Linked DNA regions of Mus musculus: all the other regions are linked to region 5. Evidence: chromatin contacts called from public HiCAR-type, HiChIP or PLAC-seq and promoter capture Hi-C data. All regions are on one chromosome and are shown on one strand. The core of a region is the stretch at or near the end of the contact, and the rest is flanking DNA. Distances in the headings are between cores, read along the strand shown. Region 1 holds the start of Zup1 (zinc finger containing ubiquitin peptidase 1). Region 2 holds the start of Clvs2 (clavesin 2). Region 3 holds the start of Dse (dermatan sulfate epimerase). Region 4 holds the start of Tspyl4 (TSPY-like 4). Region 5 holds the start of Tpd52l1 (tumor protein D52-like 1). Region 6 holds the start of Rsph4a (radial spoke head 4 homolog A (Chlamydomonas)).

Region 1 (2,781 bases), core at 98-2,597, 2.5 Mb before region 5:
GCTTTGCCTGTGAAGAAACACAGGAAACCTGCCCCAATCTCTGCGCGTCAAATACTGCACTCTCCTGTCCCTGCATGCAGCCAGAGCAGTTAGTACCCCTTTCCCCTAACATAGATGCTTCAGGCCTTATGAAGAGGGCAGACAAAAGAGAGCCCAATCTGGCGCCGGAATATTGTGATCCTTCCTTCATAAAAGCACTCTCCCAAGCACAGATGGCTCCGACCTTTGAAGGAGACAGGAGTTAGTATTCTCGAAGTGATAAAGTCCACTCATTCTCAGGCAGCTGTGACTGCGTTATAAAAACACGCTGGTCTTTGATAAGTTATGTCTTCCCAGGTCAAAAAGGTCTTGTTCCAGCTGCGCAATTCCTCCTCCCTGTCTGAACAAATACTATCGGTTCTCTTTTCCTCTTCCCAATCATGTAACACCAGGGGTTGAGAGCCCCAGTTTATGCATCCTCCTATATATACCTTAAACCCCTAGATTTAGGGGTCACTGTGCATTGGGAAAGATAGCGAACCGGGTCCCGGTTAATAAAAACTCTTTGTATATTACATTTGGTCTTCCAATTTCTGGCAGTCTCCTGGGGTTCCCGCAAACTGGGCATAACAACCTGGTTACAGAAGATGGCCAGTTCATCTTTTTTCGTTAACTAATACTGTCTTGGAGGAAAAGACGAGTCAAGTGGGAAGCTGATGAAGGAGGAAATCTGGAAGCAGAGTTTTAGTTGCCCCTTGTTTAGACATTCCACAAAGTTCTGTTTTCTGAACGTTTTTATACCTCTGGAGAAATGATTTCATTGTTGTTGGCCTCGCAGCTAATGGTTAACTGCTAATGTGCTCATTTTTAGCTTGAAAATGTTCTGTAAGAGTACTTTCACTCTTACAATGACTTCGAATTTTTTTTTTTTTTTACTAAAAGAAGGAATTCTACTAAAGGAAATAGTATTTCCTCCATGCATCACGTTCAACGATACCCAATAATTTAAAAATATTATACTTGTCAGATTATGTCATCCTCATATTTAAACACGTCCGTAGTTGCCTCGTAGATCAATCCCCCAGAGGGAGAAACAGACTGTTAACACTGGATAAGCAACTTTGTAATATTGACAAAGGAACTTGTCTTAATTAACCCGCAGAACATAATTTAGAGCTCAGATACTGTGTAAACAGGAACAGGTGTTTGCCGCAGAATCAGACATTTAAATGTACTCAGAATCTAGTTACGGTTTTAGCATATCTGGAGTGGAAACTGCAACTGGAAGGTGGGAGGGGCAGTGATGCTCTGATGTGCAAGCGAAAGTTGCAAAAATCCCTCACAAGTCCCACAATGCACCGCAACTCAGACGGATCTGCAGCGGGGCATGCTGGGATCTCTACCCTCTCTGGCCAGTGAGGAAGGTCTGTTGTGACTGCGGAGGACTCTTGGAGGCCTGGGCTCTCTTTTGGGTCGCGGCGCGGCAGTCTCGGGAGGTCTGTCCTTGGCGATCGGGCGGGCTGTGTGGGGCGCGCTTTCGGGCGGTGGCTGGCTCCTGCGGTGGGGAGGAGCGGCGGTCTAGCCGTGGGTCCGGGTCTGCAGGCCGGCTCCGGGTGGCCGCAGGTCCGGTTCCCTGCGCCCCACCGGTGCGACGTTGGCTCAGAACTTTGACAGATTCGGGCCTTACCACCTTCGCCATCCCGTACCCAGGCTAGCCCTTCGAAGGTCCCCCCTTACTTGTAGTGTGTCCTTTATCTGCAGTGCCCCAGTCCTTGGAAGAAACGAAACTAGGTATCGATAGAACTTCCTTCTAGAAACAGAAACTTATTACTGTCTGAAGAGAAACGAGAAAAAGGAAAATGTAGAAAGATTTTGTAAAGCTGAAATTAGATGAAGGGAATAGTTGCCCTCGTTTTTCCTTCCTATTACTAAAATACGTGACAGCCAGGTGATAGTCTAGGGGAAGGTCTGGGTTTGTGATTGCGTTAAAAGGTTTTGTTTTGTTTTAGCACCTCCCTACAAGTAGTCCATCTCCCATTAGCCCATCAATCTCATAACTCGTTTGAAAATGAACTTCCGAGGGTTGAGCTGTTAGCTAACCTAATGAAACCAGCGTCTATACCCCAGTTTCCTAGATCTTGGCGGTAAGTGCTGTTTTCCTACAATGCTCACAGCTTTTACCTTTGGGCTCTGCGGTGTTTACCTTCCATCGTTATCTGACTGTAGTGACCTGTCTGGTCCAGGGTTTCCATGTATGTAAAACCACAGCAGTGGTATTAAGTTTGACACATATAAAGCTCTGAAGTGAACTAAGGTGGATTTACCCTCCTCATTCTACTACATGCAAGTAAATATGTTGATCAACATTAGCCTTCTGTTTTACTTTATTTTACATGGACAACTTATTAAATATACTTTTTTTTCTACCTGTTGGACGAAATGCCTTGTATTATTGTTTTTTGAGATGGAGTCTCACTATGCAGCCCTGAATGGTTTGGAACTCAGCTATGGCTGGCCTCCAACTAACAGATCCACCTGCTCTCTGCCTCAGGAGTGCTGAGATTAAAAGGGTGTATCACCAATGCCTTGTTGAAATGTTTTACTCATAAATTTTCTTATTATTACCTCTGATATCTTGACATTCAGGCACAATATCCTTTATCTAGAATATGTAGAAATACAATACTAAACATAAAGTTTGTTTGTGTCATATATAGCTTGTATTTTAAAACATATTTCTCTGTATGTATTTCTATTTTCAGTGTGCCAGTGTTTTGACTGTCCTACATCGTGTGATCAGGC
Region 2 (2,712 bases), core at 154-2,653, 2.2 Mb before region 5:
TATATTCATAAGCACACACATACCTATTTATATGAATAATTTTCAGCGCTTGCATTTAAACTTTAACCAATATGTGTATGACTTATTCCCCTTTTCTGGTTCTTAAATTATTTCACAATAATTTATTTGACAAATGATGTAGTACGCCATATCACACTCCTTTATTTTATTTTATTTTTTATCAGTACCATACTCAAGAAAACAAAACTAATGTTGTACAATTTGAAAGTCTAACAGTCTTTAAAGTCGGCAACTTCAGGGGCACCTCCTGTTCACAGAATGTAGAACACTGACCTGTAAATCTCCAACCCAAATATGACTCAATTATTATGAACACATGCTGTGCCCCTAGATTGGGCAGATCTTCTGCTACACTACCATCTTCCCCATCTATGAGACCCGTTAGAACTTGTGGTTTCTCCAGGCCAGGTGCTTCTGTTCTGCTTTTCTTCTTCTTCCTCCTCCTTTGTGTCCTCTCCCTCTTCCATTTTCTCCTTCTTCTCCCTCTCTTCACCTTCTGCTACCCCTTGCCTTACATCTACCCAATCATCAGCTCTCCTTTGTTTTACAAATTAAAGTGGGAAGCAGGTTTACAGGAAATCACCTGAGTGCTGACTCATTCCTTGTTCACAACCACTCACAGGAGAACAGAATTAACATCAAATATAATTAGCTCCAGGTCTATCTATAACACTGACCTACACTGGAGTTCAGTAAAGAGTCGCTGCATTGGGGTAACTTAAACTCAGGACCCTTTCTTACAGTTTGAGTAATGCGCACTGTGCTTTGAAAATTAAAAACATTTTTTTTAAAAATAGATTTCCAGGCATCACAGGCCCAAGGGTTCTTTTTGTTTATTATAATCCCAGTATAAAGATGCATTACAAGGAAAGAGCATATCTCTAGAAGTAACTGGAAATACAGTTTATTAGGAGTCAAGTGTCCTCTTTCCCTGCTCCCACCCAACCCCCTGTCCTATGACAATGTTGTTATTCTTGTTGATATTGTTGATTTTTGCCTGGATGTTGTTTTCATCCTCTTCAAAGGGAATTTAATAGGAATAGTTTACTATTTCTTAAAATTAAATATCTCTGAGTACAACAAAAGCAGAAAATACAATACGTTTCTCTACTCCTACTCAATCAAAATTACCCACAAGAACCAGAAAAGGTTTCTCAACCTTAATTAAGTTGCAAAATCAAGGGCTACTCTACCCCGCACTCCCGGGTCTTGCACACAAAGCGAGGAGGAGCATGGGGATGCTGTGAGGCCATAGCTGTTCCACTAGATCAGTTATAGCTGGACCTGGCTGGGACCTGGAGACCAGAGCAGGCTGAACTTGGGGCTTGGGATATTTGAATGTGTCCCAAAATTCGTTCCTACCCCTACGAGGCAGAGGCAGAGAGAGGAGCGGAGAGCATGTGTGAGCGCTTACAACGCTAGGAGCTCTCTTCTGGGATAATCAAGAGTTGGGATGAGCCGGATCCTCTTTTAGCAGCAGCGGGCTCAGGAGTGGCTGCGGAAGCCCCAGGGGCGCGCGGGACCCAGTGGCTCTGGGGGCAGTGGAACAGCCCCTGCGGGCCGCGCCGTGCTACCGCTTAGGCGTACAAAGGTAAAGGCGGCCGCAGCCCTAGTGGACTTGCACCGTCCCGGCGTTCCCATCCCTTCTCTTCCTCTCTCGAAGGCAAAAAAGGCTGGCCGGGCAGCGAGGTCCTAGCTCTGCGGGTCCCCACCCTTCCTGCTGACAGGCTGGCTGTCCTTGGATGAGGTCGTCGAGGCTGCTCCCTGGTGAATCCTCAGGCGGGTCTCAGCCACCATCTCTCTCCACTGCTCCATCCCTCTGAGAGGAGTAGATGCTGCTGCTGCCCCCACCCCCGCCACCACCTCCGCCAGGGCTGATGGATGCTGGGGAGTGCCGCATTGCTTAGTGACTCTGCCTCGCGGTTTGCTGGTAGGAACTGACTGCTCTTTCTTCTTTCTGGCTTTGGGGTGGGGGTGGGGGGTATAGGGAAAATAGAGACATTTTTATTTCATGTTCCACAACTCCCTGCACCCACCCTGGTTTTTACATCTTTGCTCCCAAAAAGGTTTCCTCCTGTCCTTATCATTATCCTCCACTTCCTTGGCAAGTCCCCTGAAATAAAGGGAGAGACTAGGCAGAAGTTGGGGGCTGGGTGGGGAGGGTGAGCCCACGCCTCTGTCAAAGGTACCCAATACCCAGCTGGAGCCTTATGAAATTACTGTGTGTGGAAGAGGTGCACGATTTGATTTGCAGTCTCCCCTAATTGGATCGTAATAACCTAAAGTAAAAACCACACAACGACATCCTATAAAAATAGCACCTTTGAATAAGCAGAGAGAAATGAGCTTCTTTCCCTTCCTCTTTCTCTCTCTTTCTGCCAAAGACGCTCCCTCCCCGCCTTGGATCTCACAGCTGAAGAGCCAGCCACCTTATTATTAATCAGAATTCTCATCTTTATCTGTGGCAGGCACATCCTTTATCAGGGACCGCAGCAGATTTACAGTGCTGGGGCTGAGATGTCCATGGGGGTTGTTTTCTTTACATCTTGCAAGGCAAGAGAAGACAGAACCAAGACTAATGCTAGTTGGAACTAGTGTTTCTTTCCTCTTCTCTCCTCTCCATCTCCTCTCCCCTCCCCTCCCCTCCCCTCCCCTCCCCTCCCCTCCCCTCTCCTCCCCTCTCCTCTCCTC
Region 3 (2,911 bases), core at 237-2,736, 2.8 Mb before region 5:
AACTCAGAATTATACACTACAGCTAGGCACTGATACAATTCATTCTACTAAAATAAATACCTCAACACAGGGCCTGGCATACAGTAAACTTTTAATAAATATTAGCCATTTGTATCTTTTGTTGCATGGAGTATTATAGTAATTATATGCTATAGATGAGACACAGCCTCTGAAGGTGGCTTAGCTTTCAGTAAACTGAAAAGTAAGGATTTGAATACTGCTTCACAGTACTACTCTGGTTAGAACTTTCTCACCACAGGCCTGTCCAAATATCAGGAAGTTAACGCAAATTAGTGATTTATCTGAGTTAGCATTTAAAAGCCTAACAGTAGTATTTCTTTTCTTTTTTTTCTTTTTTTTTTTTTTAATCCGTGGTGAGGAGCCACTTTTGATTGCAAAATCTGTAACTTTTCCTAATAGTGTGGTTGCCTGGAAGCGCCCTTGGGTCTCCATAGTCTGTCAGAACTCCGAGCAATTGTTAGCAAACAGGGTTGAGTAAAACCGCCCATTCTTACGAACGGGTAAGTGTCTCTCGAAAAGCTGCCTTTTCATAGAATCTAGTAGGTTAATTCTCTTTAACTCTGAGGAAGGAGATCCAACCCTGGACCGGTTAGAGTTTGTATTGGATGGCTACATTTCATTGAAAGAATAAACAAAAGTTGGGTGCATATCTCTCTCACGCGCGCGCGTACACACACAAACACACACACACACACACACACACACACACACACACACACACACACACACACACGAAATAAGATAAAGTTTCCTTTGTGAACTGCAAACTCTAAAGGATCTTCCCCCAATCCTTTATCTTTGCTGATTAAAATCAGTTCAGCTTACAGGGTTCCTTGCGGTAGGATTCCCTGTATTTTGCAACTCCATTCTAGGCGACAACTGCTTCGGATTAGGTGGATTTTCCCCTTTCTCTTTGAGAGTAAAACTGATTCAGGAAAGGGGGGAAGGGAGGGAGGCGTCGGGAGTGTAACTATTTTGGAGCCTGGAGAGGGGGTTGGCCGCTAGCTTTGGTAGTGGGATTCTTTAAATTCTCGGCTTTCCTCTTCCAGCGCTTTAAAAAACGAATCGGCCCCTCCTCCCCCGGCCTCCAGAAATTATCTTTCCTTTGGGTGAGATTCCAGAGTGGAACTTGAAGCTCTTGGGTCAGGAGAAATCAGAGCTGTAGGAACCAAAGCGGCGGGGCGGGGCGGGGCAGGGCAGGGCAGGGTGCTTGGGGTTCTGTGGGGTCCTGTGGTGTCTTGTGGGGTCCGGGCCGCAGCGACCGGAAGGCAGAGCCTCGCGTGGAGCCGTGATCTGGGGCGCCGGAGGAGAGCCCGTGCGGAGGTCCGGATTGGGCTGGGCGGGGGTCCCGCTCTCCCCCTCCCCATCCTCGCCTCCCGGGCTCTGCTGACGTTGCGGCTTCCTCCGCCCCAGGCAGAGCCCTGCCGCGGCCCACCCCCCTCTCTCCGCCGACGGTCTCCGCCCAGTCCGCACGGCGGCTAGAGGCTGCAGCGGCGCACCCCGGGCGCAGCGCCCTGAGCTCGGATGGCTCGGCGCGCAAGCTGAGGGCCCGACTCCAGGGGTCCGGAGTCCCGGCGCCCCACGGGGACGCAGAGAGAGGACGCCCGGGAGGACGGAGCGGTGAGTGATGGGCTGGGTTGGGCGCTGCTCTGGGCCACGCTCCAGGAAGCTACCCTCCTGTGGCTCCATGGGTCTACACTGGACCGGTCCCTACGGACCAGCTTGAGCCACGTCCCCCGCTGCGCGTCGATTTCCCTGTGGACTGAGCATCTCGGGCCAGCTCTGCTGGCTCCGTGATCTCCTACCCGGGTACCCAGCTCAGACAGCAGCACCGAGATCAGGAGCGAATGGCGGGGACTGGACGTGCTCCCGAGTTTCCAGAGGTTTGGAGATAGCACACCCTTGCGTTCCCTTCCTATGCTACACCAGTTATCTAGGGATGGTAGTGGTCGTGTGCTCCCATGCTGGTTGTGCCTGTGCGACCTCCGGACCGCCAACGCCCAGAAAGCTGCTTCTGAGTCACCCCCAGCCACAGGATTCCAGCGCCCCTGCACTCCAACACCCCAGAGTGATTGGGCAACCTCAACCCGAGGCCGCCTGGGCCAATCGGGGGCCCGGCAGGCGGGCTTGACTCGGGCTGGGGAGCACTGTAAGCGATGCCACATGGGCTCAGAATCTGTCGAGGCTGGATCTGAGCTAACTTTGTGAACTGAGAACTTTCTCATCTCTCCTTTGAGGCAACAGCCTCCGTTTAGGCCAGCTGGCATTCATAACCTAATCCTTTGCTTCCAATGCAAGAGGCCGGCCTCTTTCACCTGGAATTCTTTAGGTCAGGAACTGACACGTTGGTTTCTAGAGATTTTCTAGTGGATTCTTGAAAACATTTGGTGTTTATTGCTGCTTAATCAACAATATCTTAAGGAAGGTAGAATCTTCTAGAAATATTTTCATATTCTTTCACATTACAGAATTTTCACTTTTACTAATTGTCTTTTCAGCTTTTACATCTTCTTAATAAATGATAGTACTAGTGAAGTTAAAAAAAAGATTCATTAGTGTCACTTCAAAATTATGTGTCTGTCTGGGAGTATATGCACAGGACTATAGACAGGTGCCTGCAGAGGTCAGAAGAACATTAGATGTGTTAGTATGGTAGCTACACTCTGAGCATCCTAATGTGGGTGCTGGGAAATGAACTCTGGTCCTGGACAAGAGCAGTACCAGTTCTTGACCACTGAGCCATCTCTACCCCTTATGAAACCAAAATTTTGTAGAAGATTTTGGACTATACTACTAGAGAGAACTACAAAATGTAACGTGCATGGGAAAAATAAAACAGGATTACCCTATTATTTGTTCACACATTACTATTTTCCTTTAATCCTGTACA
Region 4 (2,700 bases), core at 116-2,615, 2.9 Mb before region 5:
CTGAGGAGGTGGTAAGGACTCCTCTGCAAGAGCTTCTCACGAGGGCAGAGCTTAGCCAGACTGGAACCTGAAGGACCTGGGACTCTCCACTGGCTGCCTTGGTGGGACTCGAACTCCACGGCGTGGCCCATCGCCCATCAGATAGTATTGTAGGGGATTGGACCACAGCTCCCCTTTGATAATTTCAGCTATTCTGTCGAATTCTAGGAGGCTGTGGTCTGAGAACCAGTTGAAGAAACTGGGAATCGTGTTCCCCTCCCTATTCCTGTGGATGTGGGCCTGGGGTTCCTGACCCCGGTGCCAGCGGATTGGCGTAGAGAGTGACACCACTCGACCTGAGGATCTGCGCTCATATTCTTTGACCAGCCCCTCATTTCGAAAGTAGGGGTTGCTTTGAAAGATGAACTTAAATTTGCACCCTACTCTTGGCTGCTTAAGCTCCTCCACCTCTAAATTGATCATGTACCTCATCATGTCTTCATCTTGGCCACTAATCATTGGTGACAGCTGGGGGTGGTTCCGAAAAGCGGTGACCCAGAAACCTGGGATGTTTTGGATGATGAAACTTCTGCGCTGCATGTGGAGCCTTCTCATCCGCCCAAATTTGCGTTCCAGCTGGAGGAAGGCCCTGTCAGCCTGCGCATTTACATTTGACAGCTCTTGATCGATGGCCTCCAGCGAGTCCATGCAATTGATCTTCGGAGCTCTGGGTCGAGTCTCCTCTTTCCCTCCTCCAGCTACCTTTTTTTCCTTCTGTAACCCCTTCTTTTCCTGCATTGCCGCTCCTGCTTCTCCCTCCTTGCCGGTGGCCACAGAGATGGCGCACTTGGTAGTCGTCATTTCCTTGGTCTTCTTCGGCCCCGGCATCTGCTGAGACCCCAGGCCCACCGCACCACAGGCTTCCAGGGCTTTCGGTTTAGCAGGGCTGTGAGGCCCTTCAAGCTGACAGCCATTTTTACTGCTGTCGTCGGCTGCCACAGGGGCTGAGGGTGCGTCCCCGCCCTTTGATGGAGACGGAGCATCCTCCAGACCTCTCGCTGCCGCAGCACAACTATTCTCAGCCACTCGGAAGCAGAGCTCGGGGCCGCAGTGCTCGGAATCCGGAGACGCGCCTCCATCCGCACCGGCCTCACCTGCAGCCTCCATCTCCCGCACTGTGTCGGTTTCCTCTTGGAGCCCCTGGTCCTGCTTCAGATCCAGATCTTCGGAGGCATGGGAGGGGGTCGTGGTGTTAGCGAGAGATAGCTCGTTGTTCCCTTCCACGCCGTTCATTTTGGCAGCTGACAGCCCTGCAGAGCTTTCCTTGTCCTCTGCAGACGCAGCGCAAAACCGCAGTGAGTGCTTAGCTCCACCCCTTTTCCTTCTGGGCTGGTGCTACCATGGCAACCTGTGACGTCAGGATACCAGCTGCAACTAACCGTAGCGCGAGAACTGGCAATCCAGGTAATTTTGTCGATCAAGTGTGTTCTTTTTGTCTTTTTAAATGATGCTGTAAATTTAATCTCATCTGGGAAATTGAGTACATAAATGGATGTCGAATTATATTTTACGTCTATTCGTAAGTCTCTAATTAATTTCGACAGTATCTAAACCATGTCTCAAAATAAATTTTAAAATAGAACCTATTGTCTAATAAAGTCAGATTTTATTCATGCTTCCCAGGAATAGAGAAGCGAATTCACCAGCTCACAGGCCCTCCTTATTTCGGACACAGATTCGATTCATAGCGGCTACTGAGGAGCTGCGCAGAATCAGATTTAGGGGGCAAAAAGTGTCGTCGTTGTTTTTACTTTCAAGCAAACAAGACATTCCTAAGGTTAATTTCGATTTCTGCAGAGATTTTGATGTTTGTATACATTGGCCGACATTTACAAAGCAATTGGATATTTCTTCACTTTTAAATAAATAGTAAACCGCGCCTTATTTACAGGTGGCCACAACGCATGCCATATACACAGTTAGCCCCTGAGAATTAGTGAAGGAAATGTAACCTCAGAGGATTCAATTTCTAAAACGATACACATTAATCCTCCTTTGCCTTGGTTTATGATCTTAGGTTCTGCTTCATGCCTGTGGGTATGGAGCCAACTAACATTTGCCCAAATTTGCCTTTGTGAAGGTAGAATCAATCAGGGTTTTTCACACACTTAAGCAACTGTGTCTTTAAAATAATCTACTTTAAAAAAGAAGGGTCATTCATTCAAGTCAATTTAGAAAATGTATTTATTTATTTACTCAATCATTTATTTAAATAAATAAAAGCTATTTATGTATTTAATCACCACGGTCTCTCAGTTTGCTAAAGTCTGAGAATTCGGATGTTAATCCTTAAGGGATAGAAAAAAACAGAAACTTAAATTTTGCATATTTAATGTTTGAATTTCTATTAGAACAAAGCTTTAGAGTTCTTTGCCCTGGGAAATTGATTCCTCCCAGAATATGGTTACACTACAGTAAGAGTCTTTGAATAGGGGTTTAAAGAAAAAAAACAAAAACAAAAAACATTACCCTAAGAACTCTAATGAGGGAAATAATGGCTCCTGGTTCGCCTAAGACTCTGAGGTGGTGAGAACAACACATGGCATATCATGCAGCTTGATTTTTTTCTTTCTTTCTATGCCAAAGGTGAGTGTTCTCACTCAAAGACAGTTGTCCAGGCTGGCCTGCCTCTTCCTAGCCCTATCTCCCAAAAAAGGAAAG
Region 5 (2,866 bases), core at 216-2,715:
TTATTTAAAAAAAAATGGTCAAAATGTTAAAGGGGCAGTAGCTTAAAGTTTTAGCAATCAGAAATGAGCCAGATGAAAGTAGGTGGCCTAAGATGAAAAGTCAGGAGCTATTTTTAGCTTTTAACAGCTGGGAGTCAACTGTTGTGACTTGGTGTTTAATTTCTAGGATTAAGACGACCAGAAAACCTGAATAGACTCTAAAAGTGATTTCATCATCCAGTAGCCACTTTGTACCTGCCTGGTAACTTTCACTAAAAGTCATTATAGGGTAAATGTCATGAAATTGATTACATACCTATGAGATCTTCAACACAAAACTGAGAAAAACAAACAGACAAACCACCCAACCCAAACCACTGGCATGCTCGTGTGCATGCCACAAAACCACCAGTATTCTTTCTTTCAAGGGAAAGGACACCCATTTTTGTATTTTATCCTGTAACTTTGAGAGTAACTTGGGTGTGGTAAAAATACGACTTTTTGATTGATTAATCACTATCTTTCCTGAGTGTAAATCTACTTGAGGCTCTTTGGCAGAAATTACAGGAGATTTAATATAATAAACACCTTCAATCTCACCAGACTCCCCCATCTATTTTATAGAGAAAGAGAATGACACCCTTTCACGCAAAATTGCAAATTATGTAACACCAAGCATAAGAAAATGCTAGACTGTTTCATGAAGTTTGTGAGACGCTGAGGAAAAGGAAGTACGTAGAGACTGGTGGGGGTGACGTGTGAGCGCCCATTCATACTGTTAGCTTTCCAGTTACACCAGCAGACAAGCCTTGACACAGGACTGAAGTTTTAGTCTTCTCTGAAAAGGACTCCTACACCAATCTAGTGACACAGCCTACAGGCTCGGGATAACAAGACACATGTCCTATTAATGTGTCTTAGGCTCCATGTTCCTTTGTCACTTTTCACTCGGATTTGCTTGTAACACCAAACTCAGTTTTTCTTCTGCCTGTTGGAGTAAACAAAAATCTCAAAATATTGCAGCCCCTACCCCCCACGCCAGCACTGCCCAGTTTCGTTTCAAACTAGATTCATGCCCAACACCCTAAGTGCAATATAGTGTGATGAACTTTATAGAAGAAGTATACACATTACATAACCTTAATAAACTGTGTTTTTGTCCGAGCACTGTATGCTCAATGTTAAATGAGCCAATTACATTAAGTAAGGGTTCTATAAATGGGCATATAACAAAGTTATATAATGGTCAGTTGACAAAAAGAATATGGTACTGGGGCGCCCAGGAACCTAACCTGACTGTCTCCACCAGGACCAATGGCTCAGCATTGTACCCCTGCGCTCCCTACCTCCTTCCTGCCAAGGCATTTGTGTCTTGTGGGCTTCTGGGCTATGGTGTTGGTTGTCTGCGCGTTTGTGTGCTGGAGGGGAAGCCTCCCACTGGGTGCGCAGAGCGGCCGGCAGGTGGCGCCCGACCTGGCGTTCTCGGTTGCGCTGTGTAGCCTAGGTGGATTGGAAGGGGCGGAGGTAACCAGCAGCGGCCAGTGGTGGCCGCCGCCAGTACCCCGCCCCCTCCACGAATGCTCGCGACACGCGCGCCGGGAGAGGGCACGGGCGGCGGGGCTAGCTGTCTTCCGAGCTCGGGAATCGCTACCATCTGCTGCTCTGCGAGGAGTCCGCGTGTTCTCCGCGGTGCTCAGCTCCAAACCGGCCACCATGGAGGCGCAGGCACAAGGTGGGTGGTCGCCGGTCGCCCCCGAGGTCTGGTCCTCAGATGTACAGAGAGACTATTTTCCTTCAGTACCTAACTTTACTCCGGGACAGACAGGGACATCCTACGCAGACGGAACTCTGCGCCTACGCGCGCCTTCGGGATCCTTTGCTTGACTCAGATTTTGCGGTGGGGCTGGGGACCAGGGAAGGGCTGAGGACTGAAAACAGAGTAGCGGGTCTGCAGGGATTGTGTCCTTGTCTGCACTATCCCTTCCAGCAGTCAGTGGGCCATACTTCCTCGTCCTGGAAGGTGTTCAAAGGACCTGTTGTTCAGGCTCCGGATGTCTGCGCTGTTCTTCCCGGGGAGGCGTGGGGAGAGCCGGATCTTCTGGACTCCGGCCTTGGGGCTCACCTCTTGCAGTTCACAAATGCGGGCGGGGGTGACGCGGACCCGAGAGGTGGTGGTTTTGTGGAGACTCAGTGTCCCTGCTATTCGAGGGCTGCAGCGTGGGAGGATTGGCCTTCAAAGGCAAGAGAGCTTCACATTTCCCCCCAACCCCCAACCCCGCCCCCGACATCCAGATTGATAACCCTATCCCAGTTTTTCGTGTTCTTAGAAGAGTCGCTTTCCCACCCCACCCCACCTCACCCCCCACCCCAGCCGCACCCAGTGCCTGCCTTAATTGAGGGTTGGTCACCTGCTCTCCGTGCTCAGGGTGTTCGCTGGAGGAATCCAGAGAACTCTAGGATCATTCAAAATAAGAGTAAAGGGATCTTAGAAAGGATCAGAGATTGCCTTTATTATTATTATTATTATTATTATTATTATTATTATTATTATTATTATACCTAAGTTCACTGTAGCTGACTTCAGACACACCAGAAGAAGGTGTCAGATCTCATTATGGATGGTTGTGAGCCACCATGTGGTTGCTGGGATTTGAACTCAGGACCTTCGGAAGAGCAGTCAGTTTAGAGCAGGCCCTTTACCTGCCGAGCCATCTCATCAGCCCAGAGATGGTCTTATGTGGAGTGAGGGACAGGGAGGACGAAAGCTCTCGGAAATTCACTTTGGAAGCAGCACTCAGAAGGAATGGTTTGCATTAATGCCATCATGACCACCTTTCCTCGCACTGAGGAATTTTGTGGTGCCCTTTTAAATACATAATGCTTTTTT
Region 6 (2,761 bases), core at 228-2,727, 2.5 Mb before region 5:
ATGTTTTAAAAGTAATCAGGTTTTCTGCTTTCTTGTAGAATACAAGATGCAGGACTTTCTGTGCTCAAATCTTAGGACAATCTTAAGAAAACGAGGATGGAAGGTCACCATAGCACTGGCCTGGGAATGAACATAAAATCAAGCTATACAAGTTTTCAATTGGTTACAAGAATGCACGCTATCACTATAGGCAATTATACAATCTACAAACATCCTGGGAACATGCTTAGATTTCATGACTTTACAATCTCTTCTAAGCCAAGAATAAACAAAACAAACAAACAAGAACAACCCCACCCCTCCAACCAACCAACCAACCAACCAACCAACCAGCCAACCTATGTGTCTAGGGTCTTCAAAGACCTAAAACAATTATTACCAGGGGCCCAGTTTTACGTGTCAAATGCACTTATCTCACTAATTTACTACCTTTGTATTTTATTTTTACTCCTTTTTGTCTGTCTGTCTGTCTACCAACTTTTTACATTTAGACAGGGTCCCACTGTGTTGCCCTGGGTGACCTGTAACTTGCTGTGCAAATAGGTGGGCCTATAGCCTATTAGCCTCTACCTCCCTATCTATGTTCTGGAATTAAAAGCCTCTGCCACCACACCCAGTAACTTTCTTTTTCAAAAGAAATCCTTTCAGATTCTAGTCTCTTTTTGCCTCCAACAAATTTTCACAGAAATACCTTACTCTGCTCCTGCCCACCCCCTTTGTTGTCACCCCACCCCCACTGTGATACTTACAGATTTAAGCCAGACTTGCTGCTGGTACTCAGCAGGTAGGCTTTTGCATTCTGAATGGCCACCTCAAGCATACTCTGGGCTGCTTCACTGGCTCCAACCTCAGGCTGGTCTGGGTCACAGTTACTGTCTGAGCCTTCCTCTTGTAAAAGGTCAAATCTCAGCCCTTTGTGCTTGGACTTGTTCCTGCTGGCATCCCTTAGCCCACAGAGGTCAGGTTGGGGTGTCTGAGACTGCGGGAAAGTACTTTCCTCGGCGTGGCTTGTGTAGTGAGAAGTTGATTGCTTTGCAGCAGAAGATGATTCCCAAGGATCAGAATAAGGTGTCCCGGTGTCAGCGATTCCATTAGCGGTCTTCTCTGTGGGTGATGCAGCTACAGGATCCTGAGTAGTTTCAGTGTTGAGAGGAGTGGAATGAAACTGCAGAGGAGGAGGGGGAGGGGAGGATGACACTTCTGGTCCAGCGGTGAGGTCTCCCGTAGACAGGCTGACTCTAGACTGGTGGCTCCAAGAGGGGCTCATTCTGGGTGCGGGTTCGGTGTCTGTCCTTTGCTCCTCTTCCCGGTACTCAGGTGATGGGGGACCAGGCTCCTGGGGAGAAACGTCTGACTCTCCTTGCCATAATCTCTCTGCTTCCCCTGGCTCTTGATTTTCCTTTTCTTGTTTCAGAGAGGTAGAGTTTTCCATAGGAGTTAAGAAATAAGTCACGTGAACGGAGCGTGACGATATGGAAGGAAACAACACGGGACTTTGCTGAGATCTTCTAAGTAATCAATTCCTAATCAACCTGCCTCCACAGGTTGCAAGCGTCCGGTCTCCATAGCAACCCCAGGCTGGCAGTCTCTGTGTAAAAATCAAACAGCCCTGTTGCTAGGATTTTAGGGAGGGGACTAGTTTTGTGATTTGGTGAAGTCTCTGTCCCTCTTCCTAGCTCAGCCAATCCGAACCCTACCTTTCGTTTTGTTTGTTTTATTTTGTTTTGGGAACCAAGACCTGCAAGATGAGAGCAAAGGTGGAACTGTGATCCGGTGTTGGAGGTCTTTAAAGGTCTGACAGTTTGATCTAGGTTATGGATATGAAGTATGAGTAATGTATATAAAGTGTGGCTCAGCGGTTAAGAGCACTAACTGCTCTTCCAAGGTCCTGAGTTCAACTCCCAGCAACCACATAATGGCTCAAAATCATCTATAATGTGATCTGATGTCCTATTCCAGCATGTAACTGTACATGCAGATAGAGTGCTCATATACATAAAAATAAATAAAATATTTAAATAAAAAGAATGGGAGAATAAATGCATAAAGTCAAACAGCATTTCTTCATTCTCTTTTCCCTACTATTTGGGTGGTAAGTATGAAACCAAAGGCCTCTGCATTCCAGGGACGTTCCCTATTAGGACATGATGCCATAGCCTTCTACATTTTTTAAAGATAGTTTTATTCGAAACTATAGTTTTCTGTTGGAAACACACCCATGTTTGCTTCCAAAGACCCAAGGAAGAGCTTGGCATACTATTCTGCTGTTTGCTTTCTTTATTTCAGTGTTGTCAGTACTTAAACTAGAGTGTAGCTATTACCTGCTTCACAAATGCTCCAAAGATGGGCATGTTAGGTGTAGAGACAAACATTTATAGCCCAGTGATCTTTAATCATACCAAAATGATTACCTAGTCTATCAAAATATGCAGCTTTGCTTTTCTTTTCTGAGGAGCTAAATTCATGGATCAAATTAAAGTCCATCATGCTTCAAATTAAGTTCTAAGAGTTCTTCAACACTATAGCATGACTCTAAATGCAAATGCACATTTGTTTTTCTGTATTTCCCTATAGGTGCCCTCAATAAGTTTCTGAGACCTTAATTTCAGTGTCATTTACAAGTTTAACTTTATAAGTTTTATATAATATTGCGAATCTCTAACAAATTCTTTATTTGGCTTTATCTCTTCAGCTCAATGTCATATGACCTTGACATAATGCAAGTGTATAAATAAAAAGTATTCAGATACAAAATTCTTAG

The links. Promoter capture Hi-C pulls out the DNA fragments that hold promoters and counts their contacts. HiCAR-type assays count read pairs that join an accessible place to other places. HiChIP or PLAC-seq counts read pairs in DNA pulled down with a chosen protein or histone mark.
Region 1: a promoter capture Hi-C map of hippocampal neurons shows a contact between it and region 5, with 9 times the contacts expected there. The contact joins the promoter of Zup1 here to the promoter of Tpd52l1 in region 5. A contact is called at or near these places in 5 of 39 promoter capture datasets (cranial neural crest, hippocampal neurons, liver and 1 more).
Region 2: a contact with region 5 is called in an H3K4me3 HiChIP or PLAC-seq map of embryonic forebrain, with 19 times the contacts expected there. The contact joins the promoter of Clvs2 here to the promoter of Tpd52l1 in region 5. A contact is called at or near these places in 4 of 39 promoter capture datasets (hippocampal neurons, liver and pre-B cells) and 3 of 115 datasets of contacts at active chromatin or transcription factors (embryonic forebrain, embryonic stem cells and forebrain).
Region 3: a contact with region 5 is called in a promoter capture Hi-C map of embryonic stem cells, with 2.4 times the contacts expected there. The contact joins the promoter of Dse here to the promoter of Tpd52l1 in region 5. A contact is called at or near these places in 2 of 39 promoter capture datasets (embryonic stem cells and hippocampal neurons).
Region 4: a contact with region 5 is called in a HiCAR-type map of astrocytes, with 5 times the contacts expected there. The contact joins the promoter of Tspyl4 here to the promoter of Tpd52l1 in region 5. A contact is called at or near these places in 2 of 39 promoter capture datasets (embryonic stem cells and hippocampal neurons) and 1 of 115 datasets of contacts at active chromatin or transcription factors (astrocytes).
Region 6: a contact with region 5 is called in a promoter capture Hi-C map of embryonic stem cells, with 4 times the contacts expected there. The contact joins the promoter of Rsph4a here to the promoter of Tpd52l1 in region 5. A contact is called at or near these places in 3 of 39 promoter capture datasets (embryonic stem cells and hippocampal neurons).

The regions. Positions count from the first base shown.
Region 1 is chr10:33,949,825-33,952,605 of GRCm38.p6, reverse strand. It overlaps Zup1 (zinc finger containing ubiquitin peptidase 1), which reads left to right and starts at 1,347. Exons shown (of 11, transcript NM_001359455.1): 1 at 1,347-1,475; 2 at 2,742-2,781.
Region 2 is chr10:33,623,375-33,626,086 of GRCm38.p6, reverse strand. Clvs2 (clavesin 2) reads left to right here and starts at 1,403. Exons shown (of 6, transcript NM_175448.4): 1 at 1,403-1,951. Gm15939 (predicted gene 15939) reads right to left here and starts at 1,841. Exons shown (of 5, transcript NR_152723.1): 1 at 1,181-1,841.
Region 3 is chr10:34,205,810-34,208,720 of GRCm38.p6, reverse strand. It overlaps Dse (dermatan sulfate epimerase), which reads left to right and starts at 1,486. Exons shown (of 6, transcript NM_172508.3): 1 at 1,486-1,641.
Region 4 is chr10:34,296,086-34,298,785 of GRCm38.p6, reverse strand. It overlaps Tspyl4 (TSPY-like 4), which reads right to left and starts at 1,365. Exons shown (of 1, transcript NM_030203.2): 1 at 1-1,365. The coding sequence starts at 1,272. The coding sequence ends at 52. Gm26564 (a long non-coding RNA gene) reads left to right here and starts at 1,362. Exons shown (of 5, transcript XR_871568.2): 1 at 1,362-1,443.
Region 5 is chr10:31,444,557-31,447,422 of GRCm38.p6, reverse strand. It overlaps Tpd52l1 (tumor protein D52-like 1), which reads left to right and starts at 1,465. Exons shown (of 8, transcript NM_001359364.1): 1 at 1,465-1,711. The coding sequence starts at 1,693.
Region 6 is chr10:33,903,827-33,906,587 of GRCm38.p6, reverse strand. It overlaps Rsph4a (radial spoke head 4 homolog A (Chlamydomonas)), which reads right to left and starts at 1,477. Exons shown (of 6, transcript NM_001162957.1): 1 at 750-1,477. The coding sequence starts at 1,432.